Linked DNA regions of Triticum aestivum: region 2 is linked to region 1. A link is a contact called in public Hi-C data. All regions are on one chromosome and are shown on one strand. The core of a region is the stretch at or near the end of the contact, and the rest is flanking DNA. Distances in the headings are between cores, read along the strand shown.

What was found. Hi-C and Micro-C count contacts between places; a contact is called where the count stands out from the background.
Region 2: a Hi-C map of leaf shows a contact between it and region 1, with 5 times the contacts expected there. The contact joins two enhancer-like sites. A contact is called at or near these places in 4 of 5 Hi-C or Micro-C datasets (leaf and an unstated tissue) and 1 of 1 datasets of contacts at active chromatin or transcription factors (leaf).

What each region holds. Positions count from the first base shown.
Region 1 is chr7A:667,210,438-667,213,577 of IWGSC CS RefSeq v2.1, reverse strand. No RefSeq gene overlaps it. Among protein-coding and RNA genes, the nearest start is that of LOC123149104, 190 kb to the right of the region's middle. Within about 2 kb of position 1,482, at least 1 of the 8 cell types and tissues checked has an H3K27ac peak or open chromatin away from gene starts, as enhancers often do. A contact at or near this core is called in leaf, where this site is marked.
Region 2 is chr7A:667,401,268-667,404,469 of IWGSC CS RefSeq v2.1, reverse strand. No RefSeq gene overlaps it. Among protein-coding and RNA genes, the nearest start is that of LOC123149106, 17 kb to the left of the region's middle. Within about 2 kb of position 1,764, at least 5 of the 8 cell types and tissues checked have an H3K27ac peak or open chromatin away from gene starts, as enhancers often do. A contact at or near this core is called in leaf, where this site is marked.

The DNA.
Region 1 (3,140 bases), core at 233-2,732:
TGGACCTAATACCAAACAGACATTGTAGCCAAACCTAAATATCTAAGACCTGAGGTCCCAACCAGGACGCCTGCCTGGTATAGGGCACCTACCAGTCCGACGCACTCCTCAACCACAACGCCTACCGGGTATAAGGCCGCCGCAGCCACCTGCCACCAATCCATCTTCAGAGCTGTATTGTTGCATGTACCATGCCAGGTCTCTCTGCCATTGATGCCACCACGACGCCCGACAGCGTCGTCCTCCTGCGCGAGTCCATCCCCCACAACGAACTCCAAATCTGCACTGCGCCACGCCGTCAAGATCCGTCGCCATCAGTGTAGGATGAATCACCGCTCCACCAAAGAATCCGTCCTCTGGTCCCTCGATCACGTGTGTACCTCCAAGAATGACGCCCCCAAGGGAGGAACGACACCAGAGCGCCGCCGTCATCCGATCATCCGATCTAGGGTTTCCCCCGGAGGTAGCAAAGAGTGGCCTTGAGCTTCTCCACGACGATGCCTTCAAGAAGGGAACGACGCAGATAGCGCCGCCACCGCCGGCCTTAGCAGACGCCGAAGGCAAGTTTTCACCCAGATCAGTTCGAAGGGATCCAACTCTTGTGCACGGGCCGCCGTCACCACCAGCACCACCAGGCAGAACCATGGAGCACCGGCAGATCAGCGAGCCGCCGGCACCACCGCATCCAGATCGCCGGCCACGCCGGGCCGCCACCATCCCGCGCCGTCCGGGTCAGAGACGGAGCCGCCGACCGCGCACAGGGACCACCGCCGCCTGCACACGCCGAAGCGCCATCGCTTGCCGAGGCCCGCCACCGCGCGCCCCGAGCGGACTCCCACGCACACCAGGGGAAACCGCGAGCGTGAGCCCTGCCGTCGCCCCCAAGCCCGCGTGCAACAACCGCCGCGATCCGCCCGCGCCAGATCCAACGAGTCGTGGCAGAAGAGATCCCGCCGCCGCCGACGCCGACCGAGCTTTGCCCGGCGGCGCGTCCTGACGGCGGTGAGGAGGAGAGGTCGGGGATGGAACAAGGACGGGGCGGCGCCAGGGTTCCCCCGGTCGCCGCGCAGGGACGACACGGGAGGAGTCCAAGCCGGATGTGGTCGGCCGGGAGGAGTAAACACTTATCTAACTTGATCAAACTTGCATAAGGAAAGACATGACAAGGTGTGGCTAGAAAGTACATAGAAACCAAATGGCCCCTAAGTGTAAGCAGCAGCACTCGTCGTCGTTTGCACCTGGTGCAGAGCTACAGTCTCACGCACATTGCATGCCCCACATTCTGTATATTTAGAGCTGCTTCATCTTGAGTTTTGCTTTTATCAACTTATTATGGAGGTTTTTTCTCTGTGTGTGTGGATACGGGGGTGCGTGATGAAGATAGTGTGCGCCGCAACCAAATTATGTAGGCATCGGACAGTTGATGACAAGCACTGTTTGGCGGAGAGCGACGTTATTCGAAACTGATACGCGACGGGACTCCAAATTGTGCATACATTAGATGCATCTGGGGCTTGCTGATCTGACCAGTCACCCTCCTCGTCTCTTTCGTGATAACAGCTATCGATACTTGATGTTGATCGATGGCAAATTTGGAGATTTGTGTTGATAATCAGTCCCCATCCACTGTGTTCCATCACGGGCCGTACATATGTATTTTCAGGCACACACGGTTGGAGATCTATACTAACCTTCAATTGGAGGTCAAATCGTACGTGAAAATCAACCTAACATTTGCTATGGTCTGGCTCGATTTGCCCCTAACTTGGTTCGTTGCCATTTTCCGCCGTCTTAATTTCCTCCTGCCAACACATATCCTGGCAGCGGCACTGTTCAGAATTTATGGTCAGCGAGCTCAGCTGCTGCTAAACAGCGGGATTGATTCCGTGTTGGGCTCTGCTGATGCCTGCGTAGCGATGACATAAATCCCCAACAGCTAGCCCCGGTCAAATCCGCCATCAAGGTTAGCTCTCCGCTGTACGTCGTCTCAAACCAAATCACATTTGCTTCCTTCACGCGCGCGGGGTGATGAGCACCAGCTCTCTCCCCTTGCTAGCGGCATCTGCCGTAATCCCTCTCGCGGTGATCGAGCGATCCATCCATCTGCATTTGCCGGTGTCGATGGAAAAAGCGGGCGCAGTTCATAGAGCTTCAGAAATGGCGAACCAATACAAAGTCCCACTATATCTTTGTTTTCAGGCAAAATATAATAAGGGAACGACTAGGATTGACTGAGACTTAACCAAGTCTCAGTTGGCTGATGTCATCAACTGAAATCCTTTTTATCCACCCGACTGCAGCTTTTCTGGGCCTGGAAGTGTTATACTCGCTCCATCCTTGAAAGAGTGTAATTCCAAAGTTGGAAAGTTAAACTTTTTTATGTTTGACCGTATTTATACAATAATAGACCAATATTTATGCCATCAAATTAGTAGCATTAGATTCATAATAAAGTACATTTTTGTCATAAACCTATTTGGTTTCACAAGCATGACATATTTTTGCACAAATTCGGTCAAACTTTGAGATAGTTTGGCATCCAATAAAGTTGGAAATACATTTTTTTTTAAGAATGGAGGGAGTACGTTGGTTTGTCTCTCTTTTTCTTTTTGGGCCGGATGTGTTACACATTGATGGCCTGGACGTGTCTAGATTGATTTTCTTTTTTTATTTGACTCTTATTGGCCTCTAGTGCGGCTGAGCTGGCATCATACACAAACAAGAGAAAGCCTATGATTTGTCTGAACATAAAAAATCAATGAAAAACAAGTAGAGATCTAATAGAAGTGTCCAGATATTTTTGGAGAAAAAAAAATTAGAGAACGATTTTCTCTCTATGCTTTTTTTTTCTAAAGCAGGAAGATGTTTTTCTCCTGCAAAAAGTGTGGTTGTGGTTTCATTTTTTGTTCATTTTTTGGTTGTTCCTTGATAAATGTAAAAAAAGTGTTCCCACATTTAAAAATATTATCTTGCAATTAAGGAATGTTCATCATGCATTTTTTAAAGTTCAAATTATTTAAACATGTTCTTTTTTATTTAATAAAAGTTCAAATTGTATCTGGAAATTTTCATTGTGTGTTTGAAAAAACATTAACTTGTTTTCAAAAAAATAATAGTCATGTCTTTTATAAAACTTTAAC
Region 2 (3,202 bases), core at 515-3,014, 190 kb before region 1:
ATCGATCTGCTTTTGCCGGTGTCATTGAAACAAAACGGGCACGTACGGCTTGTGTACTCAGTGCACGTCAAAAAGCTTCAGACATGGTGAATTAACCCAAAGTTTCACTTTATTTATTTATTTATTTTTCCGGACAGTCGAAGTGACGCATCCTCGGGACAAGAAGGCGACTCGTCCCCCTATCTTGCTCCGGCGTGGCGATGGGGAGGGAAGCCCTATATCACACCGCCATTCCCTCCCCTTCCCCCTCGCCGCTAGCCAAGTGAAGCTTGGTCGGTGCCAGCTTTCTCATCCTACGACGCGGTTGCAGTGGATCCATGGCAGGCGCGCGCGACCCTTGGGTGTGGCAAAGGTGCGCCATACGGTGCATGCGGTGTCGGCGGATCCATGGCAGATGCACCTGGATCCTGACCCTACCACTAACGCCGCCTTTGGTTGGGTCGGGCTGGGTGGATTTATCTGGCCCGATGTGGCCTTTCCTTCCGAGTTGGTGTGCATCTCCGATGAGAGCTTATGCCTCCAGCTCTCCTGGTTCACAGGAGTACCACCGTGGAGAAATCCTTTGCCCGGATCTTCCTCGCTCGGATGATGCCGTGTCAGCTACGGGCGCTAATGGTTTTGGGGCGGAGTATTAATTCTAGATACAGTTGTATAACGGTCTATATATCACAGGCGTAATGCCTATACAAGAGTATGCCATGAATTATCATAGTCATAAATATAAGCATTGCAGTTTAATCACCGCCCAACTGTAATGTTCATCATACCACATTTATCTGCTTGGAGAGATGACACTAGTGAACCAATGGGCCCGGGGCTCTATTTTCCATTATTGAAAACACATACGAAAATAGTATTCTTTGATGTACCGTTTACTTTATTTTATCTATATATCAATTGCTACCATACTGTGTAATTTACCCTTGTAAATAAAATGACAAGAAGCTTGACAACCTGTTGGGGGCAAAAGCGTGTTGTGTTTCGTGTAGCCGTGACGTTGAGGCTGTTTGGTGGTTTCCATAAAAACCCGCCTGACTCACGCATTAATCTCATGCGTTGGATATTGGAGGTCTAAGGCTAGGATCGTTGCATGAGCAAGGACCTGCCTATTAAGACTCCATCCAAACAGCCCTTTTTTTACGAGAAGAATTCTCTCTTGTTTGATAAACCATGGTTCCCAATCAAGAAAAATACTTATTGTTAGTTTACTTATCCAACCACTTTTACAAAGGAGCAAGCGCACCTCCGGCTTGTCGTCGTCGTCGTCCATCTCGGCAAACATCTCCTCGTAGAAAATTTTAATATGATTTCCTGGTTTCTGACGGGCTAACTAGGAGGAACACGAGGGTGTGGGAGATCGTGAGAGGGCATGTCCTACCGCGTGCCGACATCACTGCAATACTTGGTTGCATCCCAGCTGACAAGAGTTTTATGCCGATTAATTAACCAAATCTAAACTAGCTCTCTGCCCCACGCTTGACATGACATATGCGTATGCAATAATAAAATCAAATAGTGCGTTCCCAGGTGCATAGTACACCAAGGAAGACGACAAGGAACAATTTGGTAGTACATGACCAAATAATTGGTTTTACTACAAGAAAAGCTGAATCAAGATCTGCCATCCAAAGTTTATCATCTACGCTATTCACACATGACAATCATATGTGTGCATGCATGCAATTGCGTCACATGGCCTCACCACTACATGTTGTCTTGCTACGGTGTATAGGCTTTGTGGCCCATTGGCATCGCCCTGCCCTCAGGACCACTCTGTGCCCCTCGTGTTGCGTTCTGCATGGGGTACAATGTCATGGAGGTGTAGTACCTCGTCAACTCGGGTCTAATACTTCCCGAAAAAAAAAACCTTGAGTCTAATACTGTGGGTGCCTACCTAGGCTCGTGCTCCTCTGTGTGGCTCTTGCCTCTTGGAGCAAGACGACAGAGAAAGAGCACTGTTGGTCACAACGACACGTAGAACAGTGCAAGGTCAGGCTTCCCAATGGGGTATCCCTCTTATTCTGTTTGGATGCATAAACTTGCTAATTAATTAAGGCTGTGGTTTTGGTCATGCAATGACCGAGGTGCTGTTTGGAGGTCTGCAATTGTTTTACCAGTAATGGTGTGCTGTGCTGGGAGACCGTGCTGTTTGAAAACGAGGGCCCTTGCTTTGTTTCTATATATGTGTTCGGAAAGACTGCTCACGTGGGTGAGATAGGTTCCATCCTTAGACTAGGCACGAAGGGTAGTAACATAAGTAGAATAATAACATGTCCATGTTACTACTTTATGTTAGGCCAACTCCACCGCGCGAGTTCAAACGGACGTTCGCTTTGGCTAGATTTTGTCCCTTTAAGGCGCAAATGGGTTCGTCCATGTCCGCGTTTGTCCGATGGGTCGTGGGTGCGCCCAACGCGCGGCCGCACCCCAAAACCTGTCCGGAGTGGACGTGAATTTTTTTTAAATGAAATGACTAAAAAACTAAATAAACGCAGTTAAAAAAACATAAAACATATATATGGGGTCACGGCCACAAAACGACTCAGTTTCTCACTCCACTTAAACGGCCCAGTTTCATAACTAACATGAAAACAAAATAAAAAACGCCTCCCACGTGCTCCTGCCTCGCCCGTCAATGCCATGGCCGTCGCCGTCTTCACTGGCCGCTGGTGTCGTCGTCGTCGCTGACGAGGTCGACGTAGTCCAGCGGCGTCCACAGGTGGGCCGGCGGTCCGTGGTGCACGGGGGAGGCGGGCTGGAAGGTGGCCAACGCCTGCACCACCTCCTCCCGAGGCGAGGCTTCCCACTCTGACGACCGCGACGGCGTGGGGCACCAGTTCATGCCCCCCCACGGCGGCCGCCATCTGCTCAGCGGTGCACGACCAGCTCCATCCCTGGCCCACCAGGCCAGGGTGGAACGCGGCCACCGGCGGCTCCTCCACCACCTCCTCCTTCGGCACCATCTCCACCTCGGGGATGGCGACGTCGCCGGCCGCGGACAGAGCCTCATCTCCTCGAGGCCCTCCAATTGGCGCTCGTCGTGCGTGTGCATGGAGTCCTCCAGCACACGCGCCATGAGCCGGGTCTCCTCCTCCACCGTCATGCGAAGAGGTGGGGGTGGCGATGGAGATGGCAACATCGACGGCGTGGGCGTCAGGCCGCGCACCCGCGCGCCTGGGGAGCCGCTCGGGGCTCACGTGGC